Regions from separate parts of the Bombyx mori genome. Here region 1 is linked to region 2. The links are chromatin contacts, called in public Hi-C maps. All regions are on one chromosome and are shown on one strand. The core of a region is the stretch at or near the end of the contact, and the rest is flanking DNA. Distances in the headings are between cores, read along the strand shown.

Evidence for each region. Hi-C and Micro-C count contacts between places; a contact is called where the count stands out from the background.
Region 1: a Hi-C map of whole pupa shows a contact between it and region 2, with 2.8 times the contacts expected there. The contact joins the enhancer-like site here to the promoter of LOC693109 in region 2. A contact is called at or near these places in 3 of 7 Hi-C or Micro-C datasets (midgut, an unstated tissue and whole pupa).

What each region holds. Positions count from the first base shown.
Region 1 is chr5:9,007,339-9,014,741 of ASM3026992v2, forward strand. It overlaps LOC134198918 (a long non-coding RNA gene), which reads left to right. Exons shown (of 3, transcript XR_009973203.1): 1 at 1-663; 2 at 1,699-1,859; 3 at 4,733-4,986. Among protein-coding and RNA genes, the nearest start is that of LOC134198918, 3.8 kb to the left of the region's middle. Within about 2 kb of position 3,208, at least 2 of the 8 cell types and tissues checked have open chromatin away from gene starts, as enhancers often do.
Region 2 is chr5:8,961,619-8,968,156 of ASM3026992v2, forward strand. It overlaps LOC693109 (ras-related protein 2), which reads left to right and starts at 3,726. Exons shown (of 1, transcript NM_001046862.1): 1 at 3,726-5,269. The coding sequence starts at 4,019. The coding sequence ends at 4,561. It overlaps LOC101738538 (phospholipid scramblase 1), which reads right to left and starts at 1,640. Exons shown (of 5, transcript XM_004930164.5): 1 at 1,475-1,640.

The DNA of each region.
Region 1 (7,403 bases), core at 1,958-4,457, 45 kb after region 2:
TAATTTTTCATGAAGCTAAATTATAAGAGGATACTTTCAAAATCGCCGTAGTTCACAGCTCCACTATATTCACGGGTAATTATTGGAAATCCGCTGACGTTCACGGCTGCATTTCACAATGATTCAACGAAATTTAATTTGTGTGCTCAAGCTCCCCTTTCTAAAAGCCTTCCAATGCAAAATGACAGCTGATACAAAGGACCATCTACTATGAAGCTAGTGCCGTGGTTTGATAACAGAGTACCTATACCTATCGGTCTACGTAGCGTTTCGGAAAATAGAGTAAACAGGTCCACGTTAGTGTGTTTTGGTATGTTTATAAATGTTTTATTTAGACTAGGCGTAATTGATGTGCACCTAAAAAAATTATTCAAATATGCTAAATTAGTTAACGACCTATTTTTCGTACCAGATGATCGTCCTAAATACACAGTAGGACACACGGTTAGTGACGATATTGTGAGAACTTCATGCGTTCAATTGATTCGAATTAGTCAGTATGTTGTTACACATATTACGAACTATAGTGAGAGATACGAGTTGAACAGACTAGGGAAAAAAATAACTAGTTTTAGACTGATGGGACTCCCTATTTAAACTACTAAAATATATGGTGCTATTTAAAGCCGATTGCCATACTAAGTAATACCGGTTACCGATAATGTGAGTATAAATTAATATCGCCTTGAATATTAAATAGGAACGTGGTGTGCTTCACGGATGGTATATACTAAATTTAATCCTGTTCGTCCTTATTTGGCGCGGTCGGTTATGCGGTCCCTTAATTTATTCTTCTTGGAAAGTTTCTTTTGGCTTCGGAGTGTCAGCAAAGAAAGTTTATCTTGGTGATGTATCTGATCGGAAATAGAAGACGTTTCCTTGCAACTTTAATGACGTTTAAGAAAGTAAAAAAAATAATGTTAATAAATTAATAAATTGAAAAAAGTCGACCTTGTTTACTCTTGCCTCAAAACGAAATATTAGGGATTAAAGTATGAAATTGCCGATTTGTACTGAAAAATTGATTTTGGTTTTTTATCATTTAACATATTATTTATTTAATCAAAATGTCTACTTGATGTTGCGAGCTGTTTCTGCAGTGCTAGTTCTGCGTCGAGACTCGTATTCAAAAATCATTCGAATTTTCGAAGTATCCATTTTTCTTGTCTAAGCTGAATAAAAAAAAACAACTGAAAGGCGACAATCGAATGTTGCACATTTTTTAAAAGAAGAACCTCATAGGTAGGTACCATTTGAAAAAGTTTCACTCAAAAATCTCAAATCATGAAGGTTCTATGTCAATTCGTAGTACCTATTAAAATAAAACGGCAATTTCATACTTTAACCCCTATTATTATTCTTGTAAATGTATTAATCTGTAATTGTCATTGTATACAAGTTTATTTCATCTCTCAGATTAATGATGGCTATCAATTTCCTAGGGGTTATTAATTAATTAATGGTAGAGGTCGACCAGAGAGTCACCATAACCTTAATTAAGAATAGTCAGATCACTGGATAGCTAGGTCATTTATTAGCCATTGAAACGGACGTAGGGATTTTTTCGTCACAGTTCCGTTCCACGGTTTTATCTATGCTTTTTAATTAGTCTACTTATTTCTGAGTAATTGTAAATTAGGCTAATTATGATTTAATCGTTATTAGCTAAATTTGCGTTGGTAAATATGAGGATTGCAGGTTGAAGGCGATGTGAAAACTGCTTATTCGGTTGCTTCGCTTCACATTGTTTGGTGACGCAACCACCCGTGTCCATGACATCTCTCAACAGTTCGGCCCCACTGACGTTTGTGATGTTAGCTGGCCGCTATAATTTGACGAGAATATCTTGTGATGAATGTGTGAGTAAGAGCTACGTTATTCAATAATATAATTCAAGTATATAATTCAAGTATATAATTTAGAATCGAACACGGATGAACAGTGATAAGTGGTTGGGCTGATGAATTACAAATATTTGACTTATGACGCCGACCACGCCGAGATGATGATACATCACTGGCTTGACTTAATCATACTGTGTAGAGTGGTGAGTGGATGAGATTCTGAAATAAATTCAACAACGATAATACATTATGCTTATATACAAAATGTATTAAACTTTATGGGTAATAATATTGTTACATAGTAACTAAGAAGGACACATGTAGTTAACAGGAAGGATAATTTAACAAGAAATTAATAATTTTAATCGACATTCATTTTATAATAAATGTATGCTTCTTAGATCATGAGGCATCTGAAGTTAGAAGCAGCAAATCATTTTGTTCTGATTATTATGACAAACAATTGAGAAATACCCAAAACTCACGGAAAGTCTGATTCAAAATTCAACATAAAATCCCAAATTCGCAAATGCTAATGCTGATATTGGTATTTCCACTAATAATATTATAAGTTAATGATCAAATTATATTATTATTAGGTAAATAGCCGTCAGTTGAGTTTTAAATAGTGCTAATTAATTAGCAAATATAACTAAACACGACAGATTTTGGCCAAATGAATGAATTATAACCATATGTTAAAACAACTTCCACGTCACCCATCTTAAGTTGATGGTGCTCTTGCCAACAATAACTGAACAGTTCCAAGTCAATCGGATAAAAACGACGACGAACACGAATAAACAAACAAACCTATAAATTAGTATCCATTTATATTATAATATAAAATAAATTAACCTTATAGTGGATGAATGTCTACAACACCCTTTAATTTAGTATAGTTACTGGTGCAGGTAAGAACCCGTTTTGGTTTATATTCAATATCAATCAACCGTATACGAAGCAGGAAGCGTCATTAGCTGATACAGAAAAAAATGAAGCATAGGTATTTGTGTGTATCGATTGTTCATGGTCTCGTGATAACTATAATAACCGATGTACATAGGTTCCGACAAGCTATTATGGAAGCTGAGATAGTACTAAAATTTATTCATGGAATTAAAAGTTTTGCTGTTAGAAAATCTTCATTCCTGTCAATGTAGTCTAATTGATGTTATTTACCGGCTAATAAAGTTAAATGGTTTTCTACGTCAGCAAATGTTAACTGACCAATTAGAGGTATATCGGTAGTATAAATAATATTGGCCTTAGATAAATTTTTGTGTGTTTATTTAGACATCGGTAGCGTGACCGTTTGAACAGTCTTATCGGAGACTAGCCCAACAATCGGGCGAGGCAATTGACCTTAATATCAGACGACATCGTATGTACTCTCAACGTTTAACATTAGACTAGAGTAGCTTAAACTGTTCTTAAAAGTTTTGGAACCGCTCCGCTTATTAATTGGGATCGTACTCATATATAATAGCAGAGTGTATGTTTAAAGAAGGCTGTAAAAATATATATATAATTTCCTGTATTTGAATTAGATCATTGTGATTGATACCGTTCACAGGGTATTTTTATTCAAAATCATCGGGTTTTACTGTCGGCTACATTTTGTTTTGGTTTTTAATACAAATCAGATTGTTGGTGCATATTTATTTTTATTATAAAATTGTATTTTTCTTCATTTTTTAATAATGCGCCAATGTAATAGGTTTGGTATATTTTTGACTGATCACTCTGAATATTATTTATATTAGTACACCGTATGCTGTGGTACACTGCTGTATCTTTTTCAGAATTTCTCTAGTTAAAAACGGTTGTCTTTATCGATAACACCGCCTATTGTTTTTGACTGTTTATGTTTGTTTTTTGTTTTGTTGTGAAATAAATTTTTCTTTCCCTTTCTGAAAAAATCTTTATCTTTCTTTCTGGGAGTCGAAATTTCTTTAAAATTTTGGAAAACAAATTTAAGTGGAAACTGTCAAGAAGTACCCAGACATATACCCAGTATATGGCTATTTATTTCTTTATTGCGTTGGTGTGTGAACGAGTTCAGGGTCTACCTTGTGTCAAATGGCTACCAGAGGTATTAGACATTACGAATTGAATGCTGTTACCCTTAAGGCTTCAAGGCTTCCCTGCTTAGGGCTTTAATCTGGTGGAAGTCTCATGAATTGTATAACGACTGTGCTATCCTTCAAAACGAAACGCATTTCTGCTTCACATCAGAAATGGGTAAGTTAGTGGTACTCCCGCAGCGGCAACAATACTTCCTACCACCAGTAAATGCTAGTTGGAGGTCGCAGTACGCTGGTATAATACTCATAGAGTGCTACTGCCCATTTTCCATTGAAACCCAATTAAATTTTCTTTCATCATTTATCAAATCTGACACATTTATTTAGTAGTATGTATGCATCACGATCTGACTCATGACTTTGCCTTTAGATTGTGACTAAAATGTTAGACTACAAGTTCGGCTCACAGAAATGAAAACCTAGTCATAGCTGGGTTTTCATTTTTATTTACAGCATAATAGTATTTGAGCGTATGCAAATTCGTTTCTGTTAATCTATACTAATATGTATATAAATCTACAGTGGTTGTTACGGATGTTCCATTATAACTACTGAACCATGCATCCGACTGACTTGAAACTTGGTATCCATGTAGAAAATACTTTATAAATTACTATTTAAATATTTATATGAGTGTTGGACACCCTAATAATAATGATGACAATAAATAATAATGTTAATTTTAAATGCCCAGTGAAGCGGTCGAGTACGGCTTGTGTACCTATAAGAACTTCTTCGAAATCTCCGAGGCTTGATTAAAAAAAGGTTGTTTTCTATTTATATTACATGTTGACCGAGCAGTGAGAGTGGACGGAGATGGGTCGTCGCGTCCTCGGAGGCGGAAGTCGACCGGCGCGTGTTTATCAGCACAGCGGGCGGTGCGGCGCGCCACTGCCGTATCACAGGAAGCTGTGGCCAGCACCGCTGTACAGTTTTTATTGCTATTTGTACAAAACACAAGTTTTAAAACGATGTTATCTTACGTTCGCTTCGCACCAATAATGATTTCGTTGCGAAAATTTGTAGTAATCAAAATAAACGTTTGTTGTCACGTCGCGATGTCGCTTCACTGAACCCGATGAGTTTGGTAAGCCGATTACGAAGCTTGTAACAGTTTAGACGGTTGCACTCAATAGGTTTGCATGGTAATTATAAGGAACATCAGCACTTCGTAAAAATTAACAGTAATTTATGAAGAAAACGAACATTTACACTTCTTCTAGGCTACAGGACCCACATGAAATCTCTTCGACTGTTAGTCTAATGAAAAGCAGAGTTCGACTATATCGAGTTACTACTTCTGCTTTTTTGTACTAAATTAAAGAAGTCACGGTCCACGGACCACATATTGCTTAGACGTTTATAGATCACATAGATATTAGAAACGTTTTCCACCCTCATTGTATTGTACGGCTACTGGGCCCAGGACAGCGGTACTTATTCGTGCTGGCTCACATCGCGCCCTACAACCATGGCTACCCTACTACCTTCTTCAATGTCTTTCGTTGGGTTTACTTCCCTAAGCTTATTTTGTTGTCTAACTCTCCTACTAATTCCTAAATTGAGAGTTGGTAGGTACTTTTTTGCCCTGCCAGGCAGACGAGTATGTTGTCCTTCCGATTCTGAGTGGTTATCGTCGCTCATGAACGCTAGATACAGTAGGCAACGGCATAGCCAAGACGCTAGCTACCTCTTAGTACTCTCCTCAATCTTCGTTTGAAGAAAGACATGTTATAGCATTCATTCAGTAAACACCCTAGAGGGGAGTTTAGGCCAAAGTCGGATGGTACGTGTAAAAAAGATATCTAGAAACGGACCGTGTTTTGAGTCAACATGGGCTGTTACTAGTAGGTACACTGCAAATTTCAGCCGGGTATTCTGTTTAATAAGGGTCGGATAACCATGAATGCCATATTAATAAATCAGACTAATGCCTCAAACTAGACCACTGAATTAACGTTGTAGAGTTCATACAGATTAACAAATATCAGAAACAACAGATGAATCGTGAGCCCGCCTAATAGTAAAGAGAATCCGAAATTACAAAGTTGAAATATCTGGGCACTCTATAAACATTACGCTATCAAAGTTACTTGAAAAAAGTAAACAATCCCATCGTCAACCAGTTCAGAGTTGCGTAACATTTTTTTTAAGTTGCGTGCCGTTATTTCCGTGCCAGCAAGCAAGGCGAAACGAAATCATCAAACGCTAACGAGGGTCAGAAGTTGCGGCTTTACCGTATAGGTTCTATATTATGATTTATAATGATTTTCAAGTGTGCGGTCTCCGCTTATCGGTCTCGACCGCAGGTTCTTTACCCCTGTTTACGTACTCGGAGCGTGTCTCGTTAGCTATCCTCGTTTATAGCCAGTACGCGATTCTCATTTCGAAACCGGGAAAAAATCTCAGCTCCCGAACCCCGACTTAAGTTCCGTAAAAACGTTTAGTCGCTCTATGTCGACCGACAAACTCAGTTCGACTTATAAAACATATAAATCGATAGATTTTATTGTTTTTTAAGAAAATTAAAATGAATATCGAGTTTTCGTGTCGAAGTTTGATACACGATTCACAAAAGTCATTTAATAACAGTCATTATACTCGTAGGATCTGACAATTAAGGTTACTACACATCGATATCTATTTACTTCAATTGTGTAACAACAGAAGGAAAACATTCAAAGCGTTTATTATATCGACGTTTTGTATTTATATTGTGATTGATAAATGTATATTGCTGTCGATTAGTACTGTATTCTGCAAATGATTTACTACAATAATAACATTCGCACATGCTCTTATCATTGTTTTGATTGAAGCTTCCATGGCAAGCGCGATAAATTAAATTAAATGTGTATCAATAAATGTACATATTTTTTAACCAAATTATTACATTGTTAGTTTCAGAAATTTGTATGTAGCAGTTTAGTGTACCAGCGTTTTATTTCAATAACATTATATCAGAAAGTAAAACGGCTTTTCCGTGGAACATACTAGAAACACTAAGACGTCAAATACGGTCATTTAATAATTATAAAATTCAGTGTAGCGGCCTCTTTCCTCTGACTGAATCACCGACAGTAATTTAAAGAAATCTTGCGTCTTTTCAACAAGATATTCGAACTTCGTGATGCACAGCATAAACACGAAAATCTATTACGATTCGGTTCAAATAATTCAATTAGGTAGACCTTTTTCGTATTTTGAGAAGCATTATTTTAAAAGGTCAATGGTATTCTTATTTTGATCGTTCAGTATAAATCTGACGTCAGTGGGATCAACCATATCCGGACAACGACACTCGTTGGATGATCTTCTTTGTGGTGCGTTTGTCAATATTTCTTCGAGAAATTCATATACACTTTTCAAGCAAAGATCTATTCAAATAACTAAGCTCTGAGTCGCTATCATTACTAAATAATGTTACTTACCATCTAATCGTTACTGACAGTTCAATTGAATCTACTAGTAC
Region 2 (6,538 bases), core at 2,476-4,975:
ATCACTAACTTAATTAGTTTTCTGCCTACTGCCTACGCCTTAAGTACGATAGCATGAATATTAATAGCCCATATCCTTTTCTAGGTTACTATCTATCACCTAACTAAATTTCATCAAAATCCGTTCAGCCGTTTAGGCATGATAGAGCAAAACTCCCACCAAAAACCATAAAAAAATCACTAACTCAATTCAGTTTTCTGCCTACTTCCTACCCCCTAAGTACTATGACGTGATCATTTTGATCTTATATCCGTTTTTAGGTAACCATCTATTACCTTACTAAATTTCATCAAGATCTGTTCAGCCTTTTATACGTGAAAGAGCAAAAGTCCCAACAAAAACGACTAAAAATCACTAACTCAATTTAGTTATCTGCCTACTGCCTACCCCCTAAGAACGATGGCGTGATTATTTATAGCCTATGACCATTTCTAGGTTATCATCTATCACCATACCAAATTTCATCAAAATCCGTTCAGCCGTTTAGGCGTGAAAGAGGAACAGACAGACAGACAGACAGACAGAGTTACTTTCGCATTTATAATATTAGTATGGATTTGTGATGAATGACAATATAATAATATTAACTAGATAGTTCTGTAATTTTCATTAATGTTAGATTTATAATTCAGAAAGAATCAAACATGTTGCATTTTTCTTACAGAAACCAACACAATCAACTATTTATCACCAAAATTGCAATAGCCGTACATTACATAACAGTAACATTGCCCAGATCATATCATTTATCATGACAAAAGTATACTAGCGTATGACATCTGCCCATAACTATCTTCATAAGGAATTTCATGCCATCCTTTCAGCAGTTTTTTAGTCATTATGTTATAAACATACAAAATTTCTAATTTATAACATTAGTCAGTAAATCAGTGTTAGTGGTTGTTATTTTAGTCTCTTATTTTGCTTATGACCGTGTTTGTTCCACTGTCAGTGGACAGTGATCAAAATCCTAATAGGTGCGGATAAGTGTATGTATATGTTTAGTGAATAGTTCTTTTAAAAAAAATCACATTTACTTTTCTGAGCCACACATTCGATTCATTTCGTTGCAGGCATATTTATATTTATTAAAATTACATGATTTATTTTAGGCATCTTCACTACTTGTAGCTCACAAACAGTAGGTTGAATACTATACATTCATATAATCTATTTTATATGAATTTTCACATTTACTTTACTAAGCGACACACTCGATACATTTGGTGGTAGGAATATTTAACTTTTTATTTATATTTATTAAAATTTTATGATTTATTACTTTTCACAATATTCGCTCACAGACAGTAGATTGAATACCATAGAAGAGTTTAAGGTATGAGGCGCTATGTATTTTATAATTTTTTTACGGATTTTTGCCATTGATACTTCGACTGGAAATTTAAAAAGAATTGATGATAATAATTTCAGTTGCAGGAGAAGATGGAAAGAACTGTTAACCACTGAAACTTACCGTTTCGTAACCTTTTTCGTATATTAATTGTCTCTAGAATCAACAATAGAATTAAAGCCTACGTTGGCTTAATTTACTAAATTCCGTGTTTTGGTCACTTTTAGCGAATATTAGTAAAGTGTGCCTGTCGAATATATTAAGTGTATAATCTATGGTGCCTATTGCCTACCTATTCTTTATAGTAGGTACTAGGTAGGTATGGGTTAATATTAAGTAATTGTCTATGGTATGGGGAATACTATGGTAATATTATCCCACCAAATTGAACACACTTTTTGGCGGTAACCCGAGGAGTGAAGTTGTGTTATTTGTTTTATTTTGTCTAGTCAGTGTTTCATCAGATTTAAATGTGTAATAACGGTGGCTTATTAATTGTTTAGTATCTGTGAAAGTGCACAAATGTGGGAAAATGAAACAAAGCCACTGAACGTAACTTCTCGGGATCTTCCAAAAAGTCCACTGAAAAAGTTTCAGTAAATGACCACCATTTTAATGAGATTACTCCACTTTACTAAGACTTGACCTAAAGGTCTTAGTTACCAGGTCATAAAATCCATTAAAAAAACCAAATTGAACAGAACTAGTACCCACATAATACGTATTATACGTATTACTAAAAACTAGTTAGTTTTTATCTACGCATAGCAATAGGCATTGCAAGTATATGATACATATTTTACTACTTTAATATAATAGATGGGTAGACGCGTTCACAGCACATGCGCTTTTTGAGGTTATGTGAATGCTTAGACGTTCCAAATTGACTTAAATAAAGTCTATTAGCCACAGCGGCTGTACTACTCTTCAAACACGGTGGCATACATATGCAACATTTATTATGCATAGAATTTAAATTCTTCCTTACTTTTCATTTTACCCTGGAATAGCAATCTCAAAAACGGTCTTTGACAGTATAAAGACAATAAATTATCTACAAAACTTAACTGCTCTTCCAGAGGACAGAAGTAATTTGAAAAAACTTCTTGTTCAGTATGGCAATCAGCTTTAGGCCGTGTTGAGTTTAACATTTTTCATTACTCATTCAATCTTCGTAGTCTCTGTACAAGTGCCGGATTTTATTGTCTCTTGCTGTGTAGAAAATGTGCATTGAAATATAAATTCATATGCTTTCTTTGGAATACCTGAATCCCATCATTTAGCTTAATTTCGTGTAGTCCGTGCTGGTGTAGTAACCTGGGTATATAACTGGGAAATAGCGAGAATATTAGTACCATAATCTGGTATTACTGACTGACTGACTGATATTAGGTAGGAGCTCACAGTGGAAATGAATATGTTTAATATCTATATTAAAGGGTCACTCACTGTTGGGAATATTTTCTTTGGTTCGCAAGTCAACATTTAAATAGAATTTAAAGGTATAAAACATGATTTAACGGGTATTAGTTATACTGCGTTTGTAATAACAGGTTCCGATTTTGATCGAATTAAAACCAGGTTAATCTATACAGACAAGTTCTAAGGGCATCATTAACAATGTATCATTTAATACTCCGATTTACAAAAGTTTCAATTGAATTGAAGTTTATTTAAGCTTCAATTCAAGAATTATTCAATTTTCTATTATTTCAATGACGATGTTATTTATTTTTTCTTAACTTGATCACTTTCAACAGTATAGCCAACATGATGATATTAGAATATCCGTTTAAGTGTTGCTAGCTATTATATTTTACTGCGCAATAAGGAATTTTGGTAATTTTGTATAACTAATTTCCTTTAGCTTGCTTATACTTTTATATTTCTTTTAATCCCATAGACATCAAGATAATATGATAGATCGATCCTAAGATAATATGTTATACATTCAGTGCTCAACTCTAACTAGAATTATAGTGGATGTTTACCAAAACAATATTCACACAAATAATCTTTAGTTCATATTTAGTGACTTTAAAGCTATCAAGTATATTTGTTTTGTTTTGTGAATATTTCTTCTTTTGAACTCTTTTTGTATCACATTCTAAGAGCAAATCGTCTATGGGGCTACTAGAATTTTAGCATAGTGACGCGAAAAGTGTCATTTATAATGAAATAATAAGAAGTTTTTTAGTTATTTCAAAAGTAATGCACATAATAATTCAACATACATAATCAGTGTAACAATTGAACAGTGATAAAAAAAATTCTGGAAAAATGTGAAAAGCTTGGTTTTTATGGGTGGCAATATTATTATTCGTTAGGGAAATTATCCATTCACCAATCAAACCATTGCAACTAGGTGCATTGACCAACCTGCTGCTCGTGTGGAACCAAGCTGGTGTTGATCACGTCAGTTGAATGGAAGTTATGTTCCGCGTTTGTCTTTAAAGTTATTAGTGCTATGCAGTTGGAGTTATTTTAATTTACATGGAACTAAAATGGCGTCGGTGTTTATCAATTAACTTTAGTAAATGTAACTCAGTGATCGCATCCGAGTGAGTCATAAACCAACATAGCAATGACATTTTATAGCGCACAGTGTGAATACGTTTCTATAACATTGTGTGGAAGACTCGCAATTGTGATTTACGGAGCACAATAATGCGCGAATTTAAAGTGGTCGTGTTGGGTTCGGGTGGGGTCGGAAAGAGTGCGTTGACTGTGCAATTTGTATCAGGATGTTTTATGGAAAAATATGATCCGACGATAGAGGATTTCTACAGAAAAGAAATCGAAGTGGACAATTCTCCTTGTGTTTTAGAAATTTTGGACACCGCTGGCACGGAGCAGTTTGCTTCGATGCGAGATCTGTATATAAAAAATGGTCAAGGCTTTGTAGTAGTATATTCATTAACAAACCACCAAACGTTTCAAGACATCAAACCAATGAAGGAATTGATTACTCGTGTCAAAGGATCAGAACGTGTACCAATTCTACTTGTGGGAAATAAGGCTGACTTGGAACATCAACGTGAGGTGGCGCATGCGGAGGGCGCTGCGCTCGCGCAGATGTGGGGCTGTCCCTTCGTCGAAGCTTCAGCAAAGAGTCGCACCAACGTGAACGAGATGTTTGCAGAAATTGTGCGTGAAATGAACGTTAGTCCAGAAAAAGAAAAACCTTATTGTTGTTGTACAGTGCTTTAATATTTAGTGTGTAATGTGGCATTTATTTCTCGTAAGACTGCAAGAGCGAGGCGGGAGTTGGTCCGCTTCCGCTCGATAGCCGGTTGCCTCCAGTGGAGAGCTAGGCGGCGGCGCGCCGGCAACGACCGCTGGCCCTCCGGCGGTCGCGATGCGCGTCATATCACGTTGTTAATATCTTTGATACATACCATTGTCCAATCAAGGTGCTTTATCTTATATTTTCATACTTTAGTACTGGTAGATACTCCCGCAGATGATTATGATTAATATAAGAAACAAAATGAACAAAATTTGAGAAGCATAATATAAGAACCTAACTTTTGTTCAACATAATAGGAATGTGAGCAAAAGCATTCCATTACAGCAAATTGAACATTAACATGTAAACTAATGTTAGTATTTTTTGTAAATAATTTCATGAGATTATAAATATTGAAGGGCAAGGATGATTTAGAGAATTAAAAAGCCATCCAATATGCAATAATTTTGTATGATTGTGTAGAGTGGATCTTGGTGAGTAAGAGTTTACACCTAAGTCATGTTACAGAATGTGTTTTATTGTGTAAATTATGTTTGTATGAAAAACAAGTAATCAAGGAAATACAGTAAGAATTGTCAGTTGCGTGATTGTGTTTTAAAAGTCTACCAGGATTTGTGATAATACATATATAACAAAGTATCTATAATAAAAGTTTTAAGTGGGAGAGTAACAAGTGAAGTTTTATTCGAAAGTAACTCAGGCGAATGATAAGGTTATTAAAATATATCTCACAGCATGACAAATATGTTTATAAGTCCATCCAAAAATCAATGTCTCCGTGTCACCGATTCAATTGAATACTGAGCTGAAATTGTTGCATTGTCTTTAAGAGCTTCTTATGAACTTTAGAAAGTAGCATAAAAACTTGGTGGTAAAAAATAAAAAAAAATTATGAATTGTGTATGGAAAATCATAACAATGCAAATTAACATTGAATTAAATGTTTTACGTTATTGCCACTGAATTGTATATGGTGACCTTGGGTGGTTTTCAATTAGCATAAATATTTTGATTTCAACAAATAATTTACTGATAGATTTGAAAGAATGAGAATGAATAGTAAAATTAATATATAAACCAAAGCACTGATGTTTAATAATACCGCATTTACACCTAATATTAATTGAGGCAGTACTAACTTTATATTTACATAGTTGAAAACAAATTTTATTTTATTGTTTTAGAGGTGAGTACATAAATATCTTAATATTTTGGTTGGTTAATAATGGGTTAGATTTCAAGGACTAACATTTTATAAGGAACTGTAAATATAATGATAGGAAAAGTAAAATTTTTAACACGCTTTAGTACATACCTCTCTATTTAAAACCCTAAGATCATAAGTAGGCCCACAAAATATAGAGTTGTATAAAAAGGACATTTGCAAGATTGTTAGCTCATTTGTGCTCTCTGCATCACGTATTTGATTGTATTAAAACTTTGTAATTTGTTGATGGGACTTCTGGGATAGTTTATTGTATATTACTATTGAAATATGATAGGTGGTCAGTGCATTACAATTAATTACAATGAATGTTTTTTTATAAATTCAGTCAGAGCAAAGTATGGTCGGCATAAATTAGATCAAAAAAAATGAATTGTGCCAAAATATTGAAAGTTTAACCCTGTGTGAAAAATATGGTGTAATTTAAAATCAAAATTATCATTTGCCTACACACTTCTGAAAAATAAACCTAAATACTTATGTATGTTAATAACATAACTAACTACATGGTAATGTAAAATGTATAATCAAACTCATATGTCTTTTAAGCTTGATCAGATTTATTTTAGTACTTACTGTTTGAAACCATTGTTGAAGTTTGCATGAATTATATGAAACTATGAGTTGCTGGCTTGTTCCCTACAAATTGGCGTCTTAAGTAGTGCCTACTTTAGGTCTCGGTAGAATATTAACTCAGTCGTTTCAGGAATTC